Linked DNA regions of Mus musculus: regions 1, 2, 3 and 5 are each linked to region 4. Evidence: chromatin contacts called from public promoter capture Hi-C data. All regions are on one chromosome and are shown on one strand. Each heading gives the region's core, a stretch centred on a gene start, on an enhancer-like site or on the middle of the called end of the contact. The rest is flanking DNA. Distances are from core to core; before and after follow the strand shown.

Region 1 (2,751 bases), core at 159-2,658, 1.8 Mb after region 4:
GTGTTTCAAGGAGCCTTAGAATTCTAAAAGTCAGCCTGGCTTTCTGTTACTGTGAGAATGTGTGTCAATCAAGGAACTAGAACATATTTCACAGTTTGTTACTTGTTATACAATTTTCAAATAGTTAAACATAGAGTCTATAGGTCTGGTGTGTACTTTACTTCGGGCCTGCAAGTGTTAGGGGCAGGCCCGAAGCAGGGAATAGAGAAAAGTAGGCGACCCGATTTCACAGACACACCGAGCAAGCTTATAAATTTCCTTTCAAGGAGCAGCTTGCAGAGCTTCCACCAGAGACTCTGGGTTTTCTCACATGCTGTCCGCACGCTGCTCCCACCCTTTCACCAAGCTGCTGCTTGGGAACCTCCATTGTAAAAAGCACGGCTTTCTCTTTTCCTCCTCTTCTTCATCTCTCTATTCTTGGAAGCTACTGAGATTCACAGTTTGCCCTGTTGTCTTTTTTTTTTTCTTTCAAGCTGGCAGTAAAATCGCCCTCCAGTTTCAATCTGCAACTATTTCTTTTTTTTTTTTTTTTTTTTTTTTTTTTTTTTTACTAGCCCACAATAGGGAGCCTTGCTGTCCGCAGTAACAAGTTAGAGCATTAGGAAAGCCTGCCAGCTGAGGGAGGACCATGTATTGTGCATTATTGTACAGTTAATGTGGCCCAGGTCCCTGCAGGGATCAGTGAGCGTAGCTCAGCTGGCTAGAGAGGCGTCACTGAGGGGTCCTGGCCCACAAGCTTTCAGAGAAGCCTAGGAACTCACATGTTACCCCATCCTTAGAAAAGCACCTCTGGGGCATCCCCTAAGAAGGTTGGGTGACGAGACTGAGGCTGTGTTTCAGCAGGATATTCCCACCCAAGCCATCAGAGTCATTGCTGGAATAATATCATAAAGGGGTAGGGTAAACAGAAAGACAGGGGAGAGGTAATGAGGCGAGGAAGGAGGGAGAAGCGGTGAAAAGAAGAAAATTACTAAGTGGGGCTCCATCTTCAAACGCCACAGAACCAACGATCAGCGGTGCAATGTCACTGATCTCCCTTGCCTGTGCTTTGCTGGTGTGGAGCTTGTAGGATTTCCTCAGGAATCATTTGGTTTTTCAATAATCCTAATAGAAAATTCTCCCACTTTACTCCCACTCTTCTGCTAGAAACACACCCCAGGAACTGACTTAGCTCTGTTGCCTGCATCATAAGGCCTGACACTGGGAAAGGATGCGGCCTGCAGCCTGAGAAGACCATTTAGCATTCCTGATGGGGTTCATGGGTACCTGGGGACACCTGGACGCCTGAGGCAGGGGAATGACCCACTCAGTGCCTCTACCTGGAAACCAAGACGGGAGAAGGCCACGACCTTGTGAAACTCAGCTCTACTCACAAGTCTTGTGGCTTGGCGTCGCCTTAGTAACTACCACTTCCGGTACTAACCGGAACTCCAAAAGCCGCGTTTCCGAAGGTGTGCCCACCCCCGTGTGGGCGGAGAGACGAAGTCCCACCCACCTGGCAACTAATCTGTTCCCGCTGTCCCCCGGGACCGGCGACGTCCCAGGGGACCCACGAGGGAGCGGGCGCAACGCGTGGCTGTGGGTGGGAGCCATGGACGCCTTCATCCGAGTCGCCAACCAAAGCCAGGGCCGGGACCGACTTTTCAGGTGAGTCAGGTGCTGTCGGCCTCCGCCCCCGTCCCTTCAGGACCCAGGGTTTCTTCTCGGAGAAAGAGGTCACAGCCCGGTAAATCGAGGCACGAGGCCGCGGCCAGCTCCCACTGAGGAGTTGCGAGCCGAGCCCCTCCTCCCTGTGAACCCGGAGGGACTGTGCGTGTCAGCCACCTCGGTGTCTCGGGAGGTGACAGCGGCCCATGAGTGCGATCTCCTAACTTTCCCCAGGAGAGGGAAAGTTCCCAGCCGCTCGACATCTTTCCTAGAGATTTCTTTTCCAGAGAAACTTGGAGCTTCTTTTGTAGCTAAGGAAACAGAACACCTGTAGTTTGGAGCGCTCGTGAAGTCGTAACTCACGGAAAGACAGATTTATCTTCTTTATCTTCATTTTGGTCCAGTCTGCGCCTTGGAGATATCAAGCTGTTAAAAAGCTGCTTTGTAAACTGTAAACTGTACAGCGGACAAAGTGTTTGAACAATACCTCCCAAGTACATAGTGTACTTTCGAAATCACCAATGCGTGTTTAAAACTAATCCTACTTCATTTTTTTTTAAAAGAGAAATTTGAATGCCCCTCGGTGATCATTTAAAAGAAAAGGAAAAGGGGTATGTGTGAAACATAGGAGTTTAATTTAACAACACTTCTTTTCCAGATGTTTAAGTGGTCAACCTCTAAAATTAACTAAGCATACAAGTAAGAAAAGTCCTAATGGTGAGACTTGACTGTACAGAGCCTCCATTGCAGCCCTGAGATACTTTAATATTCTAATTTCACATATAGGGAAACTGAACCAGGAGGCTAGGAAAAACTAATGTGGCCGAGCCAAAAGATGCAGGTCCACATAGTTGACTCCAGCACCAGCCCACCTCTTCACTTAGGCCATGCTGCCTTTCTGTTTAACTTGATAGAGTCTCAGAATGGCTGAGGATTAGCCATGGTTCATTAGAGGTCAACACATATATCATTTCAGTGGTCCCAGAATGTACCCTACACTGTCTTTAATTTAGGATATATGTATTCAGCAAAATTTTATTTCCCAATCTTTCTAAGGAACTATATAACCATGAACAAACAAACCAACTAGCATTCCTAAAATAA
Region 2 (2,700 bases), core at 91-2,590, 1.3 Mb after region 4:
TGTCCCCAAGGATGCATCTCTGCAGTCCCAAGCCGGTGCTGGGTTCCTAGAGAGCTGTTGGTCTTCAATCTGAGTTGGCAGCTGGAACACTATGATTCTAATGTCATTAAAGGAAATCCTTAGTGGCAGGTACAGGATAGAGACTTATCAGCAAGCCAAGGCAAACAGGCCAAAAGCCATCTTCCGTTTCCGTTTGGTACGGGTTGCCACCTGAGCGCACTGCCGCAGTAGATTTTCGCACTTCAAATAAACTGATCAAGAAAATCCCTCTGCTCAGGGGTTTCTATGAGGTAAGACCCTGAGTGGACCAGGAAAGCAAGCCATAGCCCCTGGGCTTTGCGGTAGAGCCTGCACCTCTCCTGGAGGCTAAAGAAGGAGCAGAGAGAAAGAAGCATGAGAAGCAAGGTTTACAGTCTCCTACCCAGAGGGTATGGAACATCTAGCTGGACTGGCCGGATGAAGGACCAGACTTCTCTAGGAATGAATACCAGTCCAGTACGAAGTTAAAATATTCTCAAATAAATTGTAATTGACTTGGCCCTGTTGTGCCAGGTGACGAAGCAAAAAAAAAAAAAAAAAAGAAAAAAGAAAATCCCTCACAGGAGTGTCAAGCTGTTTCCCTTCTCCTTGACTCCAGATCCAACCAAGTTGACCACCCAGATCACAAAATCCACATTTCCTCCTCCGGAAGCTTGGAATCTTCACTTTTTCACACAGTGTAAATATGTTCATACTTGCATCTGATTATTATTTGAGAGGAGAGAAGGGCAAATCTTGGTTCCTACAGCTGGAAGCTCGCAATTTGTGGGAGGAATCAAAGGAGGCACCCCAGCTGTGACGATAAAACAGCAGGAGGGACCTGTGGACAGAACTGACCTCTAAATACCGGAGTCCGGACACATCACTGAAATTGAACCTGTTTGTAAAATGGAAGCCTACCTTGCTAACTGTTCCACGAATGGGCGATAACTGCACAATCCAGTAAACACCTTCAAGAGCCACTTCAAGAGGAAGCTAAGCTTCTTCTGGAAGAATTGGCACGGTGGCAGAGGCTGCAGCTCTTGTCCCGTGAGACAGTCTAGGACTGACCCTATCCGCAGAGGGGCACCGGATCTCCTCCAGCCCGGGAGCGAGTATGGAGGTTACCCGCCTCCACCCAGAGCTGGGGTCTTCTGCACTTGATTTAGGTGAGGCGGATGCATCTCAAGGCTCAGTGCACAGACGGGTCCCGGAACTCAGCAAACGCGTGAAGACCGCGACGCAGGCGCAGTCTGCATCACGTGCGCATGGCTCGTTCCGCCCCGCCCACTAGAAGGCGGGGCCACGAGGCCTGGGCCCCGCCCCGATGCGTCCGGCTCCTCCCCGGGCCCTCCCTCCAGCTCTCCTGGGCCCGCGGGGAGCCGGGAGCCGGCCCGCTGAGCGGCGCTAAGGGTGGCGGGGCACTGTAGGCAGGGGCGGGCCCGGGGGCGGAGGCCAGGCAGCGGTTGCTACGGGGACTGGGCGGGGACGCGGCCCCGAGGACGGAAGTGAGAAAGTTGCCGGCGTCCCGGGGAGAGTTGGCCTAGCTGTGCGCGCACCGCGGCGATGGGAGGTTCGGGCAGTCGCCTGTCTAAGGAGCTGCTGGCCGAGTACCAGGTGCGCGGGGCGCCAGTTCTCGCGGAGCTCGCGTGCGAGCCCGCGCAGGGGAGTGGGGTTCGGGGAACAGGTGGCGGGGCGGCCGTGGCTTTCGGGCGGCTTGCAGACCCTTGTCTGGATTTGCCTTTCAGGACCTGACGTTCCTGACCAAGCAGGAGATCCTCCTGTGAGTGCTGCCCTGACCCCGGTCCTCCAACTCGGGATTGCCAGGGGAGGGCTTTGCGGGTACTTTTCTCGCGGGATACGGATTGGACGTCTCACCTCCGAGGGTGGGGCTGTGCTTCTGGGATGTCAGGATCACTGGATCTGGAGTCGGAGGCTCAGAGTGCAAGTCCCACCCGCTCCAGAGCCTCACCTTTGCACCACGCAAACACTTCTGTGTATCCAGGAAAAGTTGAACTGTTTGAGCTCCTCTAGCCTCCTCACTGCCGAGCTTCCTGCTCGCTTCTAAAAGGAACTGCTGTGACTCTTTGCGGACTTTGCCCTCTGGCAAAACCAAGAGGTCTTGTACGTGGCTCGCTCCAATCCCAACTTTACCTGTTTAATTCAGTAACCGTTAACGTTTACTGAACCCTTACTCTGCCCAGTAGCTCCTGAGTGATCCACACATTACTTCAGGAGGAGGTTACAGATCAAGGAATCAGGTTCAGAGAGTTCTGAGAACTTGACTATAAAGCACACTATAAGTGATTTGCTGGCCAGAGCGCTTGAGTTAGGTTCCTAGCCCCACAATGAAATTCTACTGGGAAAGAGGTGGTGGCTGAGAGGAGTCTCTGGAGTGGAGGTAACATGTGTTTTTGTTACTGTAATGTTAGAGTCCAGGTACTTGGCCCACACAGGCAGTCCTAACCAGCTAGGCTGTGCTACCTGTCCTCAGTAGGCCAAGGAAAGGGACAATATTGAAAAGCAGAGAAACGAAATGTATCCAATGTGGCCATACTGGGAAAAAAAAAAAGCTAAGAATGGACATGACCGCTCCTCCCCCCATCTTTAAGTCAATCTTCATGTCCAGCTGATGTGAGGTTTATATTTAAATAAAGGGCAAGGGTATGTAAAATTAAGCAG
Region 3 (2,700 bases), core at 121-2,620, 1.3 Mb after region 4:
CTGCCATCAGTTTTTTGTAAGCTTTTACTACTTTAATCAGTATTCTCTGAACTAGCCTGCTGTCCAATTGCTCTTCGTTACAAACCACTATGGCAAACATTGCTTCACACTACAAATGGGTGTGGGTCTTCAGCCTGCTGTGTAATTTGTTTGTTTGGGTTTGATTTTTGTTGTTTGTTTGTTTTTCAAGACAGGGTTTTTCTATGTAGCCCTGGCTGTCCTGGAACTCACTCTGTAGATCAGGCTGGCCTCAAACTCAGAGATCTGCCTGCCTCTGCCTGTGAAGGAATGAATGCACTGGGATTAAAGGTGTGTACGACCACCCTTTCTTTCCCATGGGGAACAATGGATGAAACCGAGAACCCTGCCTGGGCAATTGTCTAACCACTGAACTTTATTTCCAACCTACAGTGTAACTTCTGTTAGCTCTTTCCTCTGCTCATGCACCGGTCCTTCCCTGCTAGGCTTCCCATCTAGCAGCCCAACTGCCTGAATGTGCACGATGTTCCTGCTCCAGAGAAAGCATGTCTATTCTTCAAACTCTAGATCTCAGGAAACTCTTAGATCGCCCCAGCTGTTGTTTATTCTAAACTTTTCCGGAAGTCTAGAATTCACTTACCATCCAGCACCCTTTAGGGGTCATTATTTCATAGGGCATCTCCTGGAATGTAACTAGTGACAGAGGTATTTCAACTGTATTTCCATCTCCAGTGATGCCTGGCACAAGTGTGTCTTTTTCATTTGCACAGAGGCTGGCAATTTCCATTTATTCTCTGGCCAGGTCTCAAGCAACTGTTACTACTCTGGTTTTTCCTGTTGACCGCCCCATTTTGGATCTGTCTCAGAAGCTCAAAGAAAAAAAACCAAGGGACTCAGCAAGGAAGAAGTCACATTGAGGGCCACACTGTTGACGCAGTAAAGGCGCCGGCCACGGCAGGCACTGACCTGTTCTAGCAGATAGATGAGCTGGTCCCGAGCCAGCCTCTTGAGCATAGAGAAGTCGGGAAGCTCAGGGGCGTCCAGCCGATGGGGAAAAGCCATGGCAGCGGTCACCTGAGCCACCGTGTGAGAGCAGCAGAATTCTCCCTGTTCTGCAAAGGCCGGCGACAGCCCAAGGTGTTACTGCAGGCTGGTACCCCGCTTGCCTGGGCTCTGGATCCCAGGACCCCCAAGGGGCCCTCGCTCCTCTGCCGTACTCGACGGATGAATGACCGACCACCTCCCGGACGGACGGCCACAGGCTCAGGCGACTCTCCTTGGAGACCTATAGTCACTGGTCCCGCCCGAGTCCACTCAGCCTGTCAGCAGGATTCCCAACGACATCCGCACACTCGGCAGCGTGCCGGGGAACCCCGCCTCCTACCCAGAGAAAAGCCACTTCCTAGACATCCCGGAAGTCCGGGTCTCCCAGTTAGCGATTAGAGCACTAGAAGGGGACGGCGGCCGGGAAGGGACATTTGAAAACGGGAGTGAATCTTTTCACAGGTTTACTTTGTGTGAATGTGAGCGGTGTGTGTGTTTGAAACCTAGTCTGCAGAGCACAGTGTGTGTGTGTGTGTGTGTGTGTGTGAGAGAGAGAGAGAGAGAGAGAGAGAGAAACCTAGTCTACAGAGCGCTGATTGCTGGAGTCTCAGCTGTTAATTTAGTCTCCAACTATTCAGTCCTTAGCTTCCTGGTAATAGAAGGTAAGCGAGCAGTGTAAAGAGGAATGAATGTGTTAGACTATGAAAGTTAAGGCTTGCCAGCTGTAACCCTTGGCTATTGGAGTTCGATTTGTTAATGGCCATTATGGAAGAAATGAATAAGCTTGTGGCACAATCATGCTACAAAACAACTGTACAAATTAAAGAGGCAAAATACAGAAGTAGTCAGCTGGTAGTGGTGCACGCCTTTAATCCCAGCCATTGGGAGGCAGAGGAAGGTGAATCTCTAAGTTTGAGGCCAGCCTGTCCTACAGAGTGCGCTCCTGGACTACCAGGACCACACAGAGAAACCCTGTCTAGAAAAACCAAAACAAAAATCAAAAACAAGCAAAAACACAGAAACACATCTATATAGTGTTGTTTACATAGAATTTGTTTATGAAACAAGGTCACAATATGTAGGCCATGCTGTCTATTGCAGATAGGAGCTGACTGGGGAAATCAATAAATGAAATAATGGGAGAAAGGGTGAGGTATAATACTTTGTTGTTTAAAAAAGAAAGAAAACAAAGGCAGTCTGTCATCTTGGTGGGTGTCTGTAAACCCAACCCTTCGAAGCAGAGAGAGGGATCAGGAGTTCTCGGCTACTCTGGTCTCCACAGAAAGTTGAGGGAAGCTGGGGTACAGCTCAGTGAATGAAAGGGTGGAGACTAGAGTTTGGATCCCCAGCACCCACAAACATGCTAAGGGGGTGTGACATCAGCTCAGTAACTTCAGCACTCCAAAGTCAGAGGCTGGGGATCCCTCAGGCAAGCTGTCTAGCTAGACTAACCTAATCACCTGGCTCTGGGTTCATCAGAAAACCCTGACTCAAAAGGTTAGCTGGAGAGCTAGCAAGGACTCCACCCCAACCTCTGGCCAACCCCTTCCCTGCCTCCCCAACTCCCACTCCCTCAAAGCAGAAACTCACCTGGGACAAATGACCCAGCTTCTAAAAATAACTAGCAAAGAGGAAAAGATGTGAGAGGTGAGACTTAAGGTATAGGAAATATATTGA
Region 4 (2,700 bases), core at 154-2,653:
ACTTATACATTCTCCCTAAATCTTCCAGTGAAGTGAAAAGTCCCCACTCTTTAGGGTCTGTTAAGTTTACCACACAAATAATGAATGTGTGTGTCTCAAATTATCTGGTCCAAAAGAGCCTTCTTGTTGTTGCCATTAAAGGCAGATGAGTAAAGCCTCACTCCCCGAGGGCTTTCCATCTGCTTGAAGATAATAATAAAAATCCTTATTGCTTGAAGAAAAAATAATAAAACTATCTTTTAAATGTCATTCATCCTCAGACAGTTTTAGCCATCCCTCATCTTCTCCGGAGAACCCCAAATTGCTTCCACTTAGCTTATGTTTTTATTCCGACGGACATGCCTTGTTTTCAGTTTTACTTTCATATTTCTGGCCTTTCCCATTACAACATCCTGCTCTGCCCAGAACAGGGAAAAGGTGAAGCGCAGAGCCTGGCTCAGAACTGCAAGTAAACTTTTACCTAACCCCAGGACTGGAGAGGCTGAGGCAGAGGAATGTCCTGAGTTCAAAGCCAGCCTGGACCACAGATTGAGACCCTGTTTCAAAAACAAAAACAAACAACCAAAACAACAACAACAACAACAAACCAAGAGAGCCAGGCGGCGCGGAGCCGAACTCTGATAATCCTAGCAGAAAACAAAAACAAAAAAACACAAAACACCACCACCACCGTGTTTCAACTTCAAGGTCCCCACTCTCTCTCAACAGAGGCGCAGGTGCACCAGCGACGCCCGGTGCGCATCACGAGTGTCCCGCGGACCCGCCCTCGGCCCGGGGCCTCATACCTGGTGCAGCCGGGTGGCCGTTTGGCCCAGGCGAGCGCGCAGCGTCCTCTCGCGGAACTCGCTCAGGCCCTCGCAGTCTGCCGAGTCACCCGGGGCCGGGAAGAGCACGTCGCGCACGGTGGCGCCGCCGCATCCTTCGGCCGCCAGGCCCAGGTAGTGCTCCAGCTGCCGGCACAGCTCCTGCAGCGCCGAGTCGCCAGGGTCCGCAGGCGCCGGCCACAGGAGCGGCCACAGGAGGGCCCACAGCCCGCGTCCCAGGCCCCAGCCCGCGCCGCTCGCCGCGTCCAGCTCGGGCGGCAGCGGCGGGAAGCAGGGCTCCAGGGCCGGCCACAGCGCCGCCAGCTGCCGGTGCGCGCCGCGGAACCCGGCGGGCGACAGCACCCCGGCCCAGCTACATCCCCCGTCGCCGGCCTCCCGCCGCTCGCGCCGCCGCCGCTGCGCCGTGCGGTCGTGACAGGTGACGGCGAACTGGCCCTTCGCGGCGTTCCAGGCCACCAGGAAACGCAGCTGATGGCGCTCGGGCTCCGGGAAGAGGTCCTCACGCAGCGGAACCCAGCCATCCAGGCTGTCGGGCTGCTCGCTGTCCATGGCAGCCGCACACCCTTAGACTGCGACAGGCCACGACATTTTCCGGGAGCCGCTACTGTCAGTCAGAGGCGCAGAAGCTCCCGCCCCCTCATTCTGATAGGCTGTGTGAGGGAGGCTGTCTGGAGTTGGTTAAGTGAAAGCCAATGGAAAGTCTTTTCGGGGAGGCGGGACAAAGTCTCCCTTTTACAACACCGGCGAACCTTGAACTCTCTAAGTGAACCAGGCTAGCCTTGAACTCGTAAGAGACCACCCTGCTTCTGTCTCCTGAGTGCTGACATTAAAGGCATACAGCCGCTATGTTCGGCAAAGATTTTATTTTTAAGCCCATGTATACATGGGCAGGACGACATCACACCTTAGTACAGATGCCAGAAGAGGGCGTCATGTCCCCTAGAACTGAATACTCTATGGGGCTGTTAACAGCTTAATGCACTCTCTAAAAATAGTAATTCTTAGCTGCTGAGCCATCTCTCAAGCCCCTATCTTAGTTCTCAACATTACAATGAGAATTTCCCTCAACAGGATCCTATTAAGTATGTGGCTCCTGAAACAAACATACTGGCAAGATCAAACTTCTATTTGAACTCAATATTTACTTACTGAGGGCTCTGGGGTGTCAAAAACTAGATCGCAGACACATTTATTTTTGTCAATATAGTAAACTTACTGAGTATCTGCTGTGTTGTTGGTATATTGAGATGGGGGAGAGGGGGAGTGCCTAAATATTTCTGCTTTCCAAGCCAGTCTATGCCAAGCATCATCCTGACAGCAAGGATTTGAGACCTAGAGAGGGAATTTGTCTACAATATATGTGCACCAAGGCTAAGCAGGATGGCCTCACTACTGAAAGCATGCCGCCGGGGTATTATAACAAGCCAATAGAAAGTGCTGCTGCATTTCCTCACATGAGCCCTAAAGATGCCAGTTCTAAACCTGCAGCCACCTTAGATTCCGAGAACAACAGACAGCCATAAAAACCTTTATGATCTAAGGCAAGGTGAACCTTGAAGAAGAGGTCACACCTGTCCTCAGAAGAAGTGATTATCTATGCTAAAAAGCTGTGCCCTCCAGAGCAAGTAACTATTCCTGGAGATGACAAGACCTGTTGGGAAGGACCTTGAGATGAGGGGCAGCTAAACCACACCTTGGTAAAGAATGCCTGCATATGCATATCTCCTTTTTAAATGCACTTTATTCCTAGGAGAGGATCTTTGTCCATTCTGGCTCCATTGGAGCCTTTCGGCTCAGATGCCAAGCTTTGTCCTTCCTTCAGATTAAAACTGAAATCTTTGTCCTCCTTGTATTTGATCTGTTGGCCTTCACCATC
Region 5 (2,700 bases), core at 69-2,568, 1.9 Mb after region 4:
AACAAAGGGGTTTGCTTTTGTTTTGGAGATGGGGCCTCTCTGCATAGACCTGGATGGAGGCTAGAACTAGAGAGAGACCTGCCTCTCTGCCTCCTGAGGGCTGGGGCGTCATCAGGCCGGGCCAACAACAAAGGTTAAGAGAGGTTTCTACTGCCTCAGAGGGAGAGGATTAGAGGTCCAGGAAGACACAGCAGCACTAGACAAAACAAGCGGCCAAGTCCTGTAGCCTGGCTGAACCAGGCTTCCACCATGCTGGAATACAAGTGCTGTGTAGCAAAACTAAGGACGCAAAAGCACCCAGGTACCAAAGCGCAGAGGCTCTTCCACACTCGGATTTAATAGGTACCCAGAATCTACCCATTTTGTTGGAGGAACGCTGTCCTTTGCGACCCGCAAGGGTTTCCCTCGGAAGGCACACGGGGTTCATTCTGGGTCTGTGGCACTTTACGGAGCCTGACAAGTTCAGCTGTCGGGGAGTTGCGGACCGGATCCAGACTGCTTCTCACCTTACCTTAGATCGCTCGGTGGTGTCCACCCAGTACAAGGTGATATTTCGGGCGATCATAACCTCTTGGACTCTCTTGGGCAACACCTTCTCCATCACCTGCTTGGGGGTGAGCGGCACGCGTTGAGCCTGTGCCTCGCACCCGGACACGAACTGAAGCAGCTCCCTCTGCGAGTGAGGACAGGGCGCCAGGAGGAAGACGGCGTTCCCAAAGCCCCCGAGCGCGGCCTGGGCCTCCCTGGCCTCGCCGTCGGCGTCCAGCAGCCTCCTGCCGCTACTCCGCAGGATCGGCTTGGTGGGCGACGTGATCTCCGGCCGGTCCCACTGGTAGTCGAGCAGCGTCTCCATCAGGGCACCGTGCGTGTGGGTGGCTCTGGGCGTCGGGCCCGGCAGGTGAGCTCCGGGAGGGCGATCCCCCAGCCTGGCCTCCAGCTCCTCCTCGAAGTCCTCCCAGGAGCGGCTCCCCAGCTCGCGGAAGTCGGACACGCGGGAGGGCCGGCTCCGTGCCCCCTGAGAGTCGAAGAACTTGAAGGTCCAGTGGACCCTGGCAAGGCCGAAGCGGCAGCTCAGGTAAGTGAGGAGCCGGAGGGCGGCGCGTCGGGCCGGGCTATGAGGAGCAGAGACGCCCGCTGTGTCCACCAGCAGCATCACTTTGTGACAGCAGGCCATCTCGGCCGCCACGGGACTCCCTCTGCCCGGCCGCGCGTGGCCCTTCCTGAGGTAAAGCACTCTCTTCAGAGAACCAGCGCCATTGCCCGCTTCTCTGAGGCCCTGCTCCGAAGGCTCCCGCGCTCTCCGACAGCTGCAGCTATTGGAGGAGCTGGTACCCAAACTCGGCTCCTATTGGCTGCAGGCTGAACGTAAGTTACGTAAGCACTTCCCTCTTTAACCCTAACTGGAAGGCGTGTGGAAGACCTCCGCTTGATTGGTGGAGGGTGTGGCGGTGGGCGGGGCGCTGAGTTCCGGGAGAAATGTAGTTCTCATTGGCCTGAGCCTTCGTTTTAAAATTTAAAGAGGCGGTACTTCGGGGGCGTGGCGGTGGGCGCGGAAGCCTTCGTTTGGGCTACTGTGCGCAGATGTGAGTGTGAGTGTGAGTGTGAGTGTGTGAGTGTGAGTGTGTGAGTGTGAGTGTGAGTGAGTGTGTGTGTGTGTGTGTGTGTGTGTGTGTGTGTGTGTGTGTGTGTCTGTACACGCGCGCGCGTACGTGAGTGTGTGTGTCGCCTGCGGAAGGCGGGGCGTGTTTACTAGAACCCTGAAGCCTGGGATGTGCACAGTGAGGGGTTTAGGATGCTTGAGTCAAGTTCACTTTAGACTACTCTTAAGTCTTTTAGCCTATGACGGAGGGCTTAATTTTTTTTTTCTGTAAAAGACGAAAGGAACATTTCATAATCCTCAAACTCGAGGGACGGAGGTAGGAGGATCGCAGGTTCCAAGCCAGCAGGGGCTACTTAGCAAGGCTGGAGCATAGTGGAAGGACCTCGGATACTCTATTGTAAAGGTCTGGAAGGCAGGGAAGTGTTTTCGGGAAGAAAGAGAAGTGACAGAAGAGCAATACGGGTCCTAGGTAGGAAAATGTAATATAAAGATACCTAATCAGACGTCTGCAGAGCACCTGGGGAGGCTGTTTTACAAACTAAGGAGTGAACACACCAGAGAGTACGCAAGCCAGTCCAATGGGTGCAGAAAAAAACACTAGAACGTCCGATTTCCAGCACCCGCCTTCTTACAGCTCATCCATTCAGTAGATTAGTGTTTTCTGAAGTCTTGGTTTTGTTTTACTTGTTTTTGTTGTGTGTTTGTTTTTGTGACTTTCTTTTATATTCCAAATTGGCCTCAAACTGTACCTTGTACTTCTCTGATCATCCTGCCTCCACCTTCCTAGTTCTGGGACTGTAGACATGCCCCTGCACCAAACGCAGTTTATGGGGTATTGGGGATCAAACCCAAGACTTCCTGAATGCTGGACAGTCAAGCACTGAACCAACATCTCCAACACTCATTCGTGTCTTCCTCCTCCCCCCTCCCGCTTTCTTTTTAACTTTATTGTATATGGGGGCAGGGAGGTGTTGCTAGGGATGGAACTCCCAGCCTGGCATGTTGTTAGCAAGTATGCTCCCTCTTGGTCTCATCTCTGGCCAGTGGATTTTTTTTTGTGTGTGTGTGTGTGTATGGGCGTTTTGCACATGTGCATGCCT

Evidence for each region. Promoter capture Hi-C pulls out the DNA fragments that hold promoters and counts their contacts.
Region 1: a promoter capture Hi-C map of liver shows a contact between it and region 4, with 4 times the contacts expected there. The contact joins the promoter of Wdr93 here to the promoter of Whamm in region 4. A contact is called at or near these places in 3 of 39 promoter capture datasets (liver and pre-B cells) and 1 of 9 other capture datasets (liver).
Region 2: a contact with region 4 is called in a promoter capture Hi-C map of liver, with 3 times the contacts expected there. The contact joins the promoter of Cib1 here to the promoter of Whamm in region 4. A contact is called at or near these places in 1 of 39 promoter capture datasets (liver) and 1 of 484 Hi-C or Micro-C datasets (B cells).
Region 3: a promoter capture Hi-C map of liver shows a contact between it and region 4, with 2.8 times the contacts expected there. The contact joins the promoter of Vps33b here to the promoter of Whamm in region 4.
Region 5: a promoter capture Hi-C map of pre-B cells shows a contact between it and region 4. The contact joins the promoter of Ticrr here to the promoter of Whamm in region 4. A contact is called at or near these places in 2 of 39 promoter capture datasets (neutrophils and pre-B cells) and 2 of 9 other capture datasets (adipose tissue and liver).

The regions. Positions count from the first base shown.
Region 1 is chr7:79,741,806-79,744,556 of GRCm38.p6, reverse strand. Wdr93 (WD repeat domain 93) reads right to left here and starts at 1,408. Exons shown (of 18, transcript NM_001381990.1): 1 at 1,320-1,408. Pex11a (peroxisomal biogenesis factor 11 alpha) reads left to right here and starts at 1,426. Exons shown (of 3, transcript NM_011068.2): 1 at 1,426-1,647. The coding sequence starts at 1,592.
Region 2 is chr7:80,231,445-80,234,144 of GRCm38.p6, reverse strand. It overlaps Cib1 (calcium and integrin binding 1 (calmyrin)), which reads left to right and starts at 1,340. Exons shown (of 7, transcript NM_011870.5): 1 at 1,340-1,635; 2 at 1,767-1,801. The coding sequence starts at 1,585. Gdpgp1 (GDP-D-glucose phosphorylase 1) reads right to left here and starts at 1,252. Exons shown (of 2, transcript NM_178752.3): 1 at 940-1,252.
Region 3 is chr7:80,268,325-80,271,024 of GRCm38.p6, reverse strand. Vps33b (vacuolar protein sorting 33B) reads right to left here and starts at 1,370. Exons shown (of 23, transcript NM_178070.4): 1 at 946-1,370. The coding sequence starts at 1,041.
Region 4 is chr7:81,569,995-81,572,694 of GRCm38.p6, reverse strand. Whamm (WAS protein homolog associated with actin, golgi membranes and microtubules) reads right to left here and starts at 1,403. Exons shown (of 10, transcript NM_001004185.3): 1 at 786-1,403. The coding sequence starts at 1,373.
Region 5 is chr7:79,658,814-79,661,513 of GRCm38.p6, reverse strand. It overlaps Ticrr (TOPBP1-interacting checkpoint and replication regulator), which reads right to left and starts at 1,318. Exons shown (of 22, transcript NM_029835.1): 1 at 512-1,318. The coding sequence starts at 1,174.